4 separate regions of the Mus musculus genome follow, and all the other regions are linked to region 1. A link is a contact called in public Hi-C, HiChIP or PLAC-seq and Micro-C data. All regions are on one chromosome and are shown on one strand. The core of a region is the stretch at or near the end of the contact, and the rest is flanking DNA. Distances in the headings are between cores, read along the strand shown. Region 1 holds the start of Dsn1 (DSN1 homolog, MIS12 kinetochore complex component). Region 2 overlaps Epb41l1 (erythrocyte membrane protein band 4.1 like 1). Region 3 holds the start of Dlgap4 (DLG associated protein 4). Region 4 holds the start of 4930405A21Rik (RIKEN cDNA 4930405A21 gene).

Region 1 (3,308 bases), core at 370-2,869:
GACGATCCTGAGTCTCGGACATCGTGGGTTCCTGGTCTAGCATTTGTTATAGAAAAGTCAAAATATAAAATCAAAGCTACCTCAGATACAAACCTCAGTAAGTATCCAAGCCAAGGGTGACAACAGAAAATGCACACGCCCACTTTTTAACTGCAGCAACTTTAATATATAAGATGGTATACAGTTGAAGGACCAGCTTCCTAGGAGCCTAGGCAGAAGGGAAGGAGGACGGAGGGAAACCTATTTCCCTGGTGATGGAAACCTAGAGAAGGCCTTTTTGTAAACCCACACACGTGTGATTCCAAAGGCACCAGGAGCCAAGGAGGATTCTGGGATAGTTCAGGAGCCTGATTCCCAAAGCAAGAGGCATTGAATTTCACTGTAAAACTCACCTTCTGATCTGGTCACTGACGTCATCCTGGATGAAGGAGGAAAACAGGAAAATGAGGAGATCCGTTCGAGCTCCAGTCTCACAGGGGCCTCACTATCCCATAATAGGTCTCATGCTTCAGGTGCCCTCACTTGCCTCCTCCGAGATTCTCAGCAGCAAGATTACTATCACTGACTGCTGTCTTCAAGAACTCGGTCTACAGAACCTATCTTAGCTCCTCACTTTGTGAGGCACTAGCCCCCAGTTCCGTGGAAGGTCTTAGGATCTTTGTTTTCCAAACGAGAAAACAAACAAACAAACCCCGCATCACTTCTTACTCTCTCCAGATTTTGCCATGGCTGGAAATCCTACTTTTTAATCTCTGCCCACATCTGTCCTTCTACCCATAAAACAGAGTCATCCTCCTCCCTAACTCTGCTTAAATACGCAGTCACTTCTCTTTGGCAGATTTGGAGGCCACACATCTTTCCTCTATAGAACTGGTTGGAGATCGCACCACATCCCCATTTCCAGCACCTGTCACAGAAAACAGACAGAGAGGCAAGGTCGAGTATCCATCCCGCCACCTTGCATCTAAGTCTCCCTCCCAAAAGACCGCTGAATGTGGAGGACGCTTGGTAAAAGCGAATGGAGGCTGAGGGACCATACTGAAAGGACAAAGACTCTAAAGATCTAAATCACCACAATCCTCGTGGGTGATCACACAGACTCCAGCTTGGATAACAGACATTGAAGCGCTTCTGAGGCTGTACACGTGACAGCCTTCTGACGTCATTATCCCAATCAACAACAGGTCCCACAACTCTGAGTAAGGGACTCTTTCGGGAGACCCAGGTTCCCGGGGCACAGCAGTGTAACCCCGGCTGCCACCCCAGCCCTCCGACCTGTCCCAGGCCACTATCTGGAGTCAAGGACGCCAGCAGTGCCCGGGAGCGAGGAGTGGCCTTCTTTCAGGCGTCCTGTCAGGAGAAAGTCTCTGAGCCCCCGGGGCCCTGCGGCTGGGAGCGGCCGGTGGGCCGGGCAGAGGCGGGTCAGGGGAGAACCACATCCGGGTCCCGAACCCCAGCGTGACGCCGGTCTAGCCCAGCTCCCCTCCCCGCGTTCCTGAACCAGTAAGCCCAAGGTCACCTCTGCAAACTCGGCGTCGCCGCAGAAGGTCCTCTCCCGCGTCAGTCCGGTTCGGGGTTCCCCGCTGCCTCCGCTACTTACGAAACTCCCGCCGAACAACTGCGCGTGCGCAGCCTCCGCCTTCCGCGCTGGCTCGCGCAACCCGTGCCTCCGGCGGAGCGCCTGCGTACTCCGGGATTTAACGTTCTGGCCCAAGCGCACCTTGTCCTACCGTTTTCACCCAGCTACAGATCAAGCACATCTGCAGCTACGTCCAGGCCTGGGGATTGACCTCTCCAAAACACCAGTTTGCTGACTTTTCCCGCCGTACATCCTACCTATGGGTGTGGTGCTGTTCCAGGCCATGGCTTCCCCTCTATCTCTTTGATTCCAAAAGTCTGGACAGTGACTTTCTCCAGGGAGAACTGGAGCTCTGAGCTCAGTCTGTACCCTGCCTATCTTCCTGCTCCATGGGCCCCTCCCATGGGCCCTTAAGTACCTAGCAAAGTTCAAGCACACCCCCTGCCAGCGTTAACAGCCAACCCTACTGCCACAACCCCGTGCCAATTCTTGCCTCTGTTCCTTTGTTCGAGCATGCTTTTTGCCTGGAAAGCCTTTCCTTTCTCCTTCCACCCTTCTATGTTGACGCTAGATGTTCAGTGCTCATGTCTGTTCCACTGTCCCGTGCCTGGGAGGGTCTTCTTCAGGACAAGGTATAGAGGCATCAGAATGCCCCCCATGCATCAATGAAGTGAATCCTTTCAGATCTGAACCTTGTGAACTGAGAGTAGTACGAAAGATTCCAAAGGTCCAGTTGTGGTGGTGCATGCCTTTAATCCCAGTACTGGGAAGACAGAGGCAGGAGGATCTCTGTGTCTTTGAGGCCAGCCTAGTACCCGGGCCAGCCAAGGATACATAGTGAGACCCTGTCTCAAACAAACAAACAAAAAACAAACAAAAAAAACAAAGAAGCAAAAGATGGGTCTGGCAGTGGTGGTGCACTCCTTTAATCCCAGCACTTGGGAGGCAGAGGCAGGTGGATTTCTGAGTTCGAGGCCAACCTGGTCTACAGAGTGAGTTCCAGGATAGCCAGGGCTATACAGAGAAACCCTGTCTCAAAAAACCAAAAAAAAAAAAAAAAAAAAAAAAAAAAGCAGAAGATGGCTAGCTGAACCATAATTTTGATAATTTTGACCATTTTGAAGTAATTGTGGTCCCTTGGAAGTTTTTTGGTAAGAGGTAGAAATGTGTATTCCAGAAGTTTCTACTCTGCCATTCTGGTCTAATAGTTTCAACAGCTATCTGGAAGAGGTGTGTTCTTATTCCTGAATATCACTTCCTGGAGCACCTCATGTGTTGATGTCCCCAAAACAGAACTTAATATTCCCGGCCAGAGCTGGCCATGTTGGGACACACTGAGATCACTGCCTCGTGGAATCCAGTCCCAGTAAACATCCTTGCTCGGAAGTCTTCCGTGGCTCCCTTCTGTTAATAAGATGCATACAGATTCTTGCCCTGTTCCACATCAAAGTTTCATTTCTTAACTTCATTTCCCCACCCCCTTTCTGGTTACTTTAAAGCAGGTTCTCATGTACCCCAGGCTGGCCTCAGTATATAGCCAAAGATGACACTGTAACTTCTGACCCTCCTGTCTTTCCCTCCCAAGTATTGCCACCATGCCTGGTTTTGCCTCTTTCTCCCAGGCTTTCTCTCTCTGAGCCTCTCCTCTGTTTCCTGCCTACAATCCACTACCATCCCCTTTGTCTGCTCAACATTCCAACCCTGGGTGTGCTCCCCTGGGGCTCCCAAC
Region 2 (3,308 bases), core at 534-3,033, 480 kb before region 1:
CCTGAGCTTGATCGGGATAAAAGTGACTCTGAGACAGAGGGCCTGGTGTTCGCCCGGGATCTCAAGGGGCCCTCCAGCCAAGAGGATGAATCTGGGGGCCTCGAGGACAGCCCGGATCGAGGGGCCTGTTCCACTCCAGAAATGCCCCAGTTTGAGGTACAGTGGAGCTTCACGGAGAACCGGGCACTGCATGTTCAGAGGGCTCTGGGCCATGAGTAAGGAGAGCAGCCATCAGCTGCAGCCTGAAGCTCTGTCTGGTGTTGCATGACTGCCCCTCGTAGAACAGCATGGTTCTGCAACGCATGTCTGCTGTGTCGGTCCACCACTTACAGGTGCTCCGTGGCAGTTTTAACCCCGTGACCCCCATCACTTGCTGAGGTCAAGTGATGATTTACTGCCTCCTTGATCCCCCTGAACTGTGCTGCATAGCACCTGGAGAGAGCATGTGTCCGTGGACTCCTGAGCCTCCTACAGCTGGTCTGAACGCTGAGTGGTTTTTCTTGATGCAGGCCAGGGCTCATTTTACCAGGGTCTGGAGAAGGGGCAGTTATTTAAATCCACCAGGTCCTGAGATGTTAGGGCTGGCAGTGGACACTCCAGGAAAAGAGAAGACACAACCTCTGGAGAGGATGCAGGGCCAGCGTCTGAGCTTCTCTGCTTTGTGGCTCCCTTAGTAGAGCTGCACAGAGGAGTCTCAGAAACTCCCCCTTTCCCTTTACCCTAGCAGATCCTCGCCCCCACCCCTAGACAGTGAACACCAGCTTATTCATGCTGGTATCCTACCCCATGCTGTACCCTCTGGGCGGAAGGCTCCTTCTCCCTTTCCGTGCCTCACCGTGATCCAGGACAGCTCACGCACCTCTCTCCGTGCTTTTCTGGCTACCTGGGAGGCAGTACTAGCCCTACAGCATCCTGCTCTGTCCTGCCACTTTGGCTCTAACATTTCCAGCACAGTCAGGGCAATGGCTGGTTGCTCTGCCCTTCTCCCACCAGGTCTTAGCTGTTCTAAGGTACACTCGGTACCAAGGGACGATAAACGAATGAGCAGCTAGATACCAGGATTCTGGAAGAATCTCTCCTTTCTCCCTCTTCCTTCCAACCACATGAAAAGCTAGATCCATTTATCAGACCTACAGTGTGTAAAGCCATGAACTAGGCCTGAGAGTCGAGTCAATAGAAGCTGATCATTTAGCTTGAGACACCTAGGATACGGTTTGTAAAGCCAACTGATGTGTTTTCTCTGGCTTTAATTTTTAAAATTACATTGTGTTTTTTTATATCATAAAAAATATACCAAAGAAAAGCCCACCATGCAGAGGCGACGATAAATCCACACCTGAATGGAATCCCCCATGCTTTCCATATCTTTCGGCCAGCTAGCCTCCTCGCCTGTTCCCATCTGTTGCCTGGCCCCTGGATACTTCCGTGTGTAGTTCTTCCACTGAGCAGCAGTTTGCACGAAGTGACTAAAAGGTGTAGGCGACGTGTGTGTAAGGAGAACGCTGAGCATTGAGTTTAACCACACCAATACAGCCTCAAAAGACATGCAGCCCTGAAGCATGGGGTCAGGCCCTCCTCATGCAGGCAGTGGCCTTGGCTCTCTCTCTTTGGGTCCTTTCTCAGTGACACCAACCATGCCTTTACATACTTTTCCGTGGGGTTGGGAGAGAGCTTTCTCCTCCTGCATCCCTGTTGTCTGTGAAGAGGAGTTGTGTCTAGGCTTGAGTTTTCACGTGTCCCCTTTATGTTCCTGTAGTCTGTGAAAGCAGAAACCATGACCGTCAGCAGTCTGGCAATCAGGAAGAAGATTGAGCCAGAGGCCATGCTGCAAAGCAGAGTCTCCGCTGCAGACAGCACCCAGGTAACCTGTGCCCCTACTGTAACCTGACACAGGGACCGGCCATTTGAACATAGGATCCTCACTGAAGTGGCCAAGCCCTTTGGTCAACCTTTTCCTTCCCTTCATCCTCCCTGAGGTCAGACACGGAACAGGGAAAAACCATGCTTTCCCATCTGTAAATGGGGGTGATGTTGCCTCCCCCCCCTCCTCCTGGGGGTGTTCAGTGCTCATGGCTAGCAGTTTAGAGGCATGGCTTTCAGGCTGCTTGATACGTGTGGAGAGGATCTTTCCAAGGCAGCTTGGGGGAGAGAAAAGGAGACCTCTCAGTCACTGGTTGTTCAGAACAGCTTATCTGGGTCATTTTTTATGCATGGAGGTTCCACATTCGATTGGAAAGATGAACAAACCAGGCCCAAATGACTGAAGAATGTGTTAGTGAGGTGAAACTAGCTTGCACCCTGGAGAAGGCTAGCTTGCCTGGGAACAGCTCACAGCTTAGTGCACACTTCCTGTGTGTCCTCTGTGGCTCTTCAACTTTTAAAATGTATAAGTCTGAGGGATTGCCCCTGGTTCTTCTTGCCACAGGACTTCAGAGCTCAGTCCCTTCTCCTGGTGACCAAGAGCAGAGTCCTTACCTGGGGTTCCACCCCCAGCACAGGCATTCTGAATATGACATAAAATAACACAAATGTATTTTCCAGATTTTTTTCTCCTACTGTTACAGTATGCCAAGTAATGGCTTTGCAGCTGCTCCTGCCGTTAGAGAGTCGTAAGCTGGCTACCCCAGACAGGCCTCTGCCCTCCCTGGCTTGCTTTGTTTTAGCAACCTTTGTTTTTAATGCAAAGGATAAAGAAATCAAAACGACCTTAAATCCCATAACCTGGTGTCATCAAAACATCAAAATGTCCAGTTATAAAAGTCAATAGACTGGATGACATTATCTATATGTTGTCTCCTGGGAGAAGATACTAACACAGATGTTCACATCTGTTCATACTTAAAGTTATTAGATAAATAAGACCACTGACTCTTACAGTATATCCTTTGCCCTCAACAAGCTTAGAATTTACTCAATTGCTGTCTCTGTCTCTATCTGTCTCTCTGTCTCTGTCCCTCCTCCTTCACTTCTGTCTTCATGAGACAGGGTCCCTGTTAGGTATCTCAGACTGGCCTCAAACTTATTGTGCTGCTGAAGGTGACCTTGGGCTTCCTCCTGCTTCTACCTCCCATGTGATGATGAGATTGCAGGTTGCAGCAAATACCTAATTTTTGCATTTTTTAAATGGGGTCTGGGAATAGAACCCAAGCTTCATGCATGCATGTTAAGTGAGCACTTTACCTCCCAGCCCCATGTCCACTGGGGAAGCATGTCCTAACTGTGTTTCCGTCTCCCCTCACTGGACCCTGTGATGGATTTTATCTTTCCCAGTATTCAGTGCTATGGTAAAGTTTCCTTGTTCATATTTC
Region 3 (3,308 bases), core at 579-3,078, 390 kb before region 1:
TTCTTATATTACATATGCCAGTGTCCCCAAATAATGCATAGCCTTATGTTGTCTGTTTTCCAACTATGTGTCCGATTCTTCCAGCTGCAACTTGCTTTTTTAAAAATCCAATTACATATTATTATTATTATTATTGTTAATGTTATTATTATTTTAAAGATCATATTGAATTCAGGTGAAGCTCACAAGTCATGAAATCCATCTCTGAGTCCTCACAAGCCAAGTGTGGCTCTGTGACCCGTCCTAACAGATGTTTGAGGCTTGTGGCATGGGGACAGCCTTCTGTGGTCACTGTTTTACCCGGCTCCAGACAAACGGCTGTTTAGACTGTGATCAGCTTTTCACTTATAGTCAGTGCTGCTGTAAAGCCTCGGTGAACAAGGCCCTGAAACCCTTTTCTGAGGCCGGTCGACACCTGCTCATTTTAGCCAGCTACACAGTGCAAGGCCACTGTTCAGCCCTGCCAGAGGCTTCCGAATCCATAGAGGTCTTCTTAGCTACCCAAGGGAAGGGACCTTGTTCCTCTCCAGTGACAGCTGCCTGAACCTACAGTCCCTCCTCTCCTGCCCTTCACCCTCCTCTAGGACTCCAAACTGACCTTTCCTCTGCCTATCTTAGCCAGGAAGCCAATTCCTGCAGCATGGGTCATGGCAGATCTCCTCTGGGCCAGTAGCTGTAGTTGGTGGGAGTCCAAACAGCACAAACCCTGGGAGAAAGGGAAGGTTGGTTGTTTTTTTTTTTTTTTTTTTTTTTTTTTTTTGAAGGGAGGCATGGGTGGGCCAGTAGTGTGAGAAGCTGGTACATGAAATTGCTCTGGGTCTTGAGGGATGAGTAGGAGTTTGTCACTGAGAGATGGTGGGAGGGCATTGCAGGCTCAGGCAAGAGGAGAGGCTAGGACTAGAATAGTGGGGTAGAGATGTGAGGAGGGTGGGCAGGCAGTGGAAGAGAAGAAAGAGGCCTGGAGGAGCCTCAGTTGCATACCTAGTATTCTCCAGGGACAGCTGTGTGGGAGCCAGGGGAGGAGGCACATCCATTTGACACCTATTGAATGCCATGATCCAGTACGAAGAGCTTACCTCTATTCTTTATCTCTTCGGTTTCTTAAGGAGGTAGATGCTTATGTGGTCCCGATTGTGCGGGTAGAAAAACGAGCTCAGGGAGAAGCACGGACTATGGTCCGTGATCACAGAGCCCCCGTGAGAGGGAGGACAGGTGCCCGGCCACGAATTCCAGAGATGCGTTAGCCAGCCAGGTACTGCTGCCCAAAACAAGGGTTCTCCAGGAAGCGGGTCACCGGGAGGGGGCACCCGATCCTAGAGGCAAGAACCCTAACGGGAGAAAGAGGGGTGAGAAGAAGCCTGACTCCCGCAGCGAGACCCAGACCAGCCGCATCTTTCCCGTGCCTCAGTTTTCCTACCCCACAGTGAACGCAGCCAAAACACCTTCCTGCCGACCCACTCAATAACCCAGGTTTCCAAGTTCGCGCGCCACCGCGGCCAGCGCTGTGTAACCTCGCTCCGGTAGTCTGCCCTCTCTGGACGATCGGTCGCAGATTCCCAAGCGCTCTTTCCGCTACACACCCAGCGTCCGCAGCCGCGGTGCCCCTCCCCTCCCCTTCCCTTCCCCGGGCGGGCGGCGGGGGTGGCGCGCCGGGCCCCGAGCGGCCCCCGCGGTCCCCCGCAGCCCCGGGCCCCCGGCCTGATCCGCGCCTGGTTTTGGGCGCAGCCGCGCGGCCCCCTCCCCCGCGCGCGTCTCCCCGCCCCCCGCCCCCTCCCCGCCGCTCTCGGGGAGCCGGGGCCGCGCGGCTCCTCCTCCCGCAGCCGCATCTGGGGCGCCGCGCCGGCCGGAGGAGAGGCATGGGGCGCCCGCGGGCCGGGGCCGGGGCCGGGGCCTAGGCGAGCGAAGCTTAGAGCGAGCGGAACGAGCGAGCGAGCGGAGCGGGCGCAGCGCAGAGGCCGAGTGGACCGAGGCGGTCGAGCGCAGGGCGCAGGTGAGCGCGCGGGGGTGGCACGCGTCAAGACCCTCCTCCGAGGCTAGATCGGGGGCAGCCCCCAGCCGCGGGCAGACCCCGGGACAGATGCGCTCAGCGACGGGGTCTCCCGGATCCTCTGACGGGCAGTGGCGCCCGGGCCTGGGGACCGACGCGGGCCGGCCCCTCCGATGCTGTCGGCCCTTCCCTGGCCGGGGCGCAGGAGCGGTTCCCGGCCCTCCATCCGCAGGCGGCTGGCAGCGGCAGCCCCCTCCCAGCCGCGTGTCCGGGCGGCCGGGGCTTCCTTGCCTTCAGCCTGCCGCACGCTCGTACTCCCTTCCCGGGATCTCCCCGGGACCGGGCATCCGGGGAGGGGGCGGGCGACCCCGCGCCGCATCGCCCCCGGAGCGCTCGTCTGCCCGGGAGGGGCCGAGCGACCCTGGCACCTGGGCTGTGGGGGGGCCGCTCACATGGCCACGGGAGGCCCCCACGTGCGGCGCCCCGCGGGAACGGGGGTTCGCGTACAGAGCGGGTGGAGGATAGACCAGGTGGCTGCGGAGGCCAGCTGGGTCCAGATGTGCAGGGCCTGCTGGGAGGGGACATGTGCTACCTGGGCAAGTGATGGTCCCTGGGCCTCCTTGGGCAGAGCTTGCCTTGTCGGATTCCCCATCCAGCCCTTCATCCATCTCCTTTCTCGCGTTCTTCTATGCTGCCTGTGTTGCGGAAAGGGCTGTCACCGACTGTTGATGTTGTGGGGGAAAATGAAATGGGGGAAGGGTGGTGGGTAGGTGGGTGGGTGAAGGCCAGTTGTGGCGGAGATACCCAAAGGATGGGGAACCTTACGCTTGGAGGACTGTGCTGATGGGGGGGGGGGGAATGTCCCAGCACCTCCACCTGCTTGGAAGTAGAAAATGCAGAGGGGGAGGGGGCTGCAGTCCCCAGCCCTAAGGAGGCTGGACTGCCCCGCCTCTACTCTTGGCACCTCCTGTGCGGTGGGGGAGGGTCCGGTCCCTCTGCCTCTGTGGCTTCACCAGACAGGACCATGTCAGAATGCCTGTTGGAGGAGTCTGTGGAATTCTTCCCTCAGGTGGCTACCTCTCTCCCCTTCCTCTGGTATAGAAAACTGTGGGCTGCCTGGGCCAAGGGTGGTCCGAGGGGCCTGAGCCAGACTGTTAAGGACAGCGGGACTGGGTGGGGCCGCAGAGCTGGCTTCCGGGCTGATAGCCGAGGCTCGGGTTGGGGGGCCATCCTCCCCCTCAGCTGGGCTTCAGCGACTGCTCAACAAGCTCCGAGTATGTTCCCAGTAGCTTCTGACGATGCTGTCTGTGCACGTGGGGCA
Region 4 (3,308 bases), core at 259-2,758, 290 kb before region 1:
TGTGTCAAGTTGACACACAAAAGCAGGAATGCACAGCTTTTCACTGTTCAAATTTTCTTTTCTTTCTTTCCTTCTTTCTTTCTTTCTTTTTTTTTTTTTTTTTTTGGTTTTTCGAGACAGGGTTTCTCTGTATAGTCCTGGCTGTCCTGGCACTCACTCTGTAGACCAGGCTGGCCTCGAACTCAGAAATCCGCCTACCTCTGCCTCCCAAGTGCTGGGATTAAAGGCGTGCACCACCACGCCCGGCTTCAAGTTTTCAAGGGATTTACCAAAATGGTGACCCAAAGGGGAAACCAGCTGCCAGTCTATCTGGAAAGGACCCTTTACCCTCTCCTAGAAGCCCAGGCTCATGCAGGAGGGTCTGAGGCCTATGTGCCAGTGTTACACCTCAGGCCTGGGTCAGCCAACTGCTCCTCTATGCTAGCCTGACTTGGGCAAGGACTCAGTCAGTCACAAAATCGTCCCCATACACACCTTACAGGACCTGAGGCGGGGGGCTGGGAGGGGGGTGACCAACAGAGAAGGGTGCTGACATTCCTCTAGGACCAAGGTCTCAGACTTGGTGAAGTCCAAATTGAAGCTGCCAGTGAGTTAGTTCTTCTGTTCAAGAGAGTGAGCTGGATCAAAGGGTCAAAGACTTGCTGGTGAAAATTCTGTCTCTGCCTGGTTTCTCTCCAGGGGATACTCAGCACTGGGGAATCCCAAAGAGAAAGGGGGACTTGCCCAAGGTTATGCAAGAAGTGTTACTGAATCGAAAGGACACAGCAACACATGAGGTGTCATAGCCATTCAAGAATTTACTTTGTATTTTCACCTAAAGCAAATGAAACTGAATAGCATGGTGTAGCCAACTCCTGCTTTTAGAGTGCTTAGCACAGTGCTGGCATCAAGTAAGTTTGTTGCTTTTGCCATTATTGTGTCTTAATGCAAAAGGTAGACTGGAAACAGTGTTACCTTCTTCATTTCCCACAGTCCTCTGTCAGATCCCAGTACAGAAAGCAGGCAACCAGCGGGCTTGCCAGGCAGCAAAGATCTGTGCTTGGCAGAACCTTCTGTAAATGGACTGTCAGTCTGTGGGCGGGGAGGGGGCTCACTCGGTTGTCACATTTTACAGAGGCACAGAAAGGTTAAGCATCTAACCTAAGGTCACACAAGTGGGATACTGAACCCGTCCTTAGGACCCTTGGGAGCACAGCAAGGGATGAGGCAAAGAGGCAACTAGAAACTGCGCGGCTGAGTAGCTAGGACCCGCGTGCGGGACAGAAAGCCCACGGTGGGCTCTCTCCTCAGCCTCAGTTTCCCTACCTACAGCGAGGCGTCGCCACCAGGGTGAGCCCGCAGGGACGGACGGCCACTCCAACTCCCGTACAGACCACGCATTGCGTTCCAGCTGGAACCGGTTTGGCGGGGCGGTTCGAGAGGGCGGAGCCCCTCACTCGGGCATGCGCGAGTTGGCGCGGGCGCGCACTCCCTTTCAAGACCGGCCGGCCAGGGCGTGGGCCGCGCGGTACGCGTGCGCGCTTGCGCTGTGTCCCGCTTGCGCGCGCCCCCTGGCGGCCCCGGAATCCCGGGCGACGCGCGCGCGGCTGACGCGAGGGGCGGGGCCGGCGCGGGGCTTTAACCCGGAGGCCCCGCCTCTCGGGCGTACAAAACCGGAGCCTCGGGCCGGGCCGCGTGAGGGAGGAGGGTGAGTGCCCGCCGCTGGCCGCAGCTGCCGCCAGTCCATCCGTCACTCCGTCCGTCTGTCCGACCCACGTCGTCGCCGCCGCCGCCGCCGCCTCCTCAGCCCGGACGCCCGGGGCCCGCCCAGCGCCACCCGGAGCAGCCGCGGCCCCGCGAGGAGACGGGCGCCGCCTCCGCCCGGCCCTGCCCTGCCCCGTCTTCCCGTCTGTCCGTCTGTCCGTCCGCCCGCTCGCCCGCGCTTCCGTCCTTCTGTCGGGCCACTGGCCCTCGGGCCCGTGTCTCCGCTGAGCCCGCTTTGTCTCTCCCTAGCTCGCTGTCTCTTTGTCTCTGCTCTCGCGCTCTCGGCCCCTCCCTCGCTCCAGGATCTCGGGTCCCCTCTCCCAGCGCTCCTCTCCTCTCTTACAGCCACGGGTTCTGGCACCCCCATTCTTCTGGACTCCCTAGATCTTTTGGGGCCTCTCCTTCAGAACACACTCCACTCCCCCAGGCCTTTCCTGAGCTTACCACACATCTTGAGGGTCCTTCTTGATGCATGTGCCCCTGATTTCCTGGGGGTTATCTCCACCTAGTCCGCATTTCCCGGAGGGTTTCCCACTTCTCCGGAGCCTCCCATAGCTATCAGAACCTTTTACATCCCTTAGTGGTCTCCTTGAACCCCCAGTGTCTCCCCAGCTCCCTAACTTAAGAACCTCTGCCTTTCCTGGATTTGTCCGCTGTCGCTGTCACTGTCTCTCCTTGTTCTCCGAGCGTCCCACTTCTCTGGACCCGGTCCCCCCCACCCCCCTTGCTCTCCCTGCTTCTTTCACGCGTCTGTGTCGGTGGTCTCATTGCTGTCTCTAACGCCTGCCTCAGCCTTCTCTGCCCGGGGCTCTTGCTCCTTTGCTTCTCTGCCCGATCCCCTGTCGCCCCTTTTCTCTGCTCCTTGTCACTCCCTCTCCCTTTTCTGTCTCTGCCGGGTCTCTGGGTCTCTGACCCCCATCCGGCCCTCATGGCTTTGTGTCTGGAGCTCTTGAAGCAATGTGAGTGGTGGGGTGTCCGGGTCGGGCCGGGCGGAGTCATCCCGCAGGCTGGCCGCGGCAGAGGCTCCATGGGGTTGGCGCTGGGGCAGGGGCTGGCGCTGGGGTAATGAGGCTGTGGGGCCTCTGGACCAGGGGAACAAGGATGGTGGGGCCAGGCTGTCTGGCGAGGGGGTTGGGGGGAAAGGGCCTTCCTGCCCTGAGGCTTCTGCTTGAGTTGCTTAAGTGTGTGGAGTGCGCCCTGGGCTGGGTATCCCTGCTGGTTTGGCCCTGCATGGCCTGGCACTTTGTGATCGCTTGTGGGCAGGCCTGGGCTATTTTGGAGCCGACAGCAGGATGTGATATCACTTGGGCGTTTATTTAGACCCAGCTGGGGGTGGGGGCTGCGTTCTTGCCAACTTGAGTAATGAAATTTTGCAGGGGGTGTGGCTTCTTAGACAGCTGGGCTATATGGTTGTGGTCAGAACTTTTCAAGCTACCCTGAGTGGGCAGGTGAACAGAGGTCTGTAAAACTTGGTCTTACTGAGACCAGGATGAATCGGAGAGGAATCGCCCTTACAATGATACTCTTGATTATTGTATCTGGCTGTCTTAGACTCTGAAATCTTG

What was found. Hi-C and Micro-C count contacts between places; a contact is called where the count stands out from the background. HiChIP or PLAC-seq counts read pairs in DNA pulled down with a chosen protein or histone mark.
Region 2: an H3K27ac HiChIP or PLAC-seq map of microglia shows a contact between it and region 1, with 5 times the contacts expected there. The contact joins the enhancer-like site here to the promoter of Dsn1 in region 1. A contact is called at or near these places in 1 of 484 Hi-C or Micro-C datasets (the G1E-ER4 cell line), 2 of 115 datasets of contacts at active chromatin or transcription factors (large pre-B cells and microglia) and 1 of 9 other capture datasets (embryonic stem cells).
Region 3: a Micro-C map of embryonic stem cells shows a contact between it and region 1, with 4 times the contacts expected there. The contact joins the promoter of Dlgap4 here to the promoter of Dsn1 in region 1. A contact is called at or near these places in 4 of 484 Hi-C or Micro-C datasets (cortical neurons and embryonic stem cells) and 1 of 115 datasets of contacts at active chromatin or transcription factors (embryonic stem cells).
Region 4: a contact with region 1 is called in a Hi-C map of cerebellum, with 1.8 times the contacts expected there. The contact joins the promoter of 4930405A21Rik here to the promoter of Dsn1 in region 1. A contact is called at or near these places in 3 of 39 promoter capture datasets (Sertoli cells, erythroid cells and neural stem cells), 1 of 15 datasets of contacts at CTCF or cohesin (the NIH/3T3 cell line), 35 of 484 Hi-C or Micro-C datasets (B cells, CD4 T cells, CD8 T cells and 24 more), 14 of 115 datasets of contacts at active chromatin or transcription factors (the SCID.adh cell line, bone marrow-derived macrophages, craniofacial prominence and 7 more) and 5 of 9 other capture datasets (adipose tissue, embryonic stem cells, liver and 2 more).

What each region holds. Positions count from the first base shown.
Region 1 is chr2:157,005,456-157,008,763 of GRCm38.p6, forward strand. Dsn1 (DSN1 homolog, MIS12 kinetochore complex component) reads right to left here and starts at 1,620. Exons shown (of 11, transcript NM_025853.3): 1 at 1,520-1,620; 2 at 393-418; 3 at 1-36. The coding sequence starts at 417.
Region 2 is chr2:156,525,133-156,528,440 of GRCm38.p6, forward strand. It overlaps Epb41l1 (erythrocyte membrane protein band 4.1 like 1), which reads left to right. Exons shown (of 25, transcript NM_001368800.1): 18 at 1-156; 19 at 1,757-1,861. Among named protein-coding and RNA genes, the nearest start is that of Aar2, 21 kb to the right of the region's middle. Within about 2 kb of position 1,784, at least 2 of the 459 cell types and tissues checked have an H3K27ac peak or open chromatin away from gene starts, as enhancers often do. A contact at or near this core is called in microglia, where this site is marked.
Region 3 is chr2:156,611,869-156,615,176 of GRCm38.p6, forward strand. It overlaps Dlgap4 (DLG associated protein 4), which reads left to right and starts at 1,829. Exons shown (of 13, transcript NM_146128.6): 1 at 1,829-1,990. Gm14169 (predicted gene 14169) reads right to left here and starts at 1,554. Exons shown (of 4, transcript NR_040372.1): 1 at 1,418-1,554; 2 at 1,077-1,328; 3 at 599-706.
Region 4 is chr2:156,719,401-156,722,708 of GRCm38.p6, forward strand. It overlaps 4930405A21Rik (RIKEN cDNA 4930405A21 gene), which reads right to left and starts at 1,509. Exons shown (of 4, transcript NR_040505.1): 1 at 1,306-1,509. The region is part of intron 7 of Dlgap4 (DLG associated protein 4); the gene reads left to right.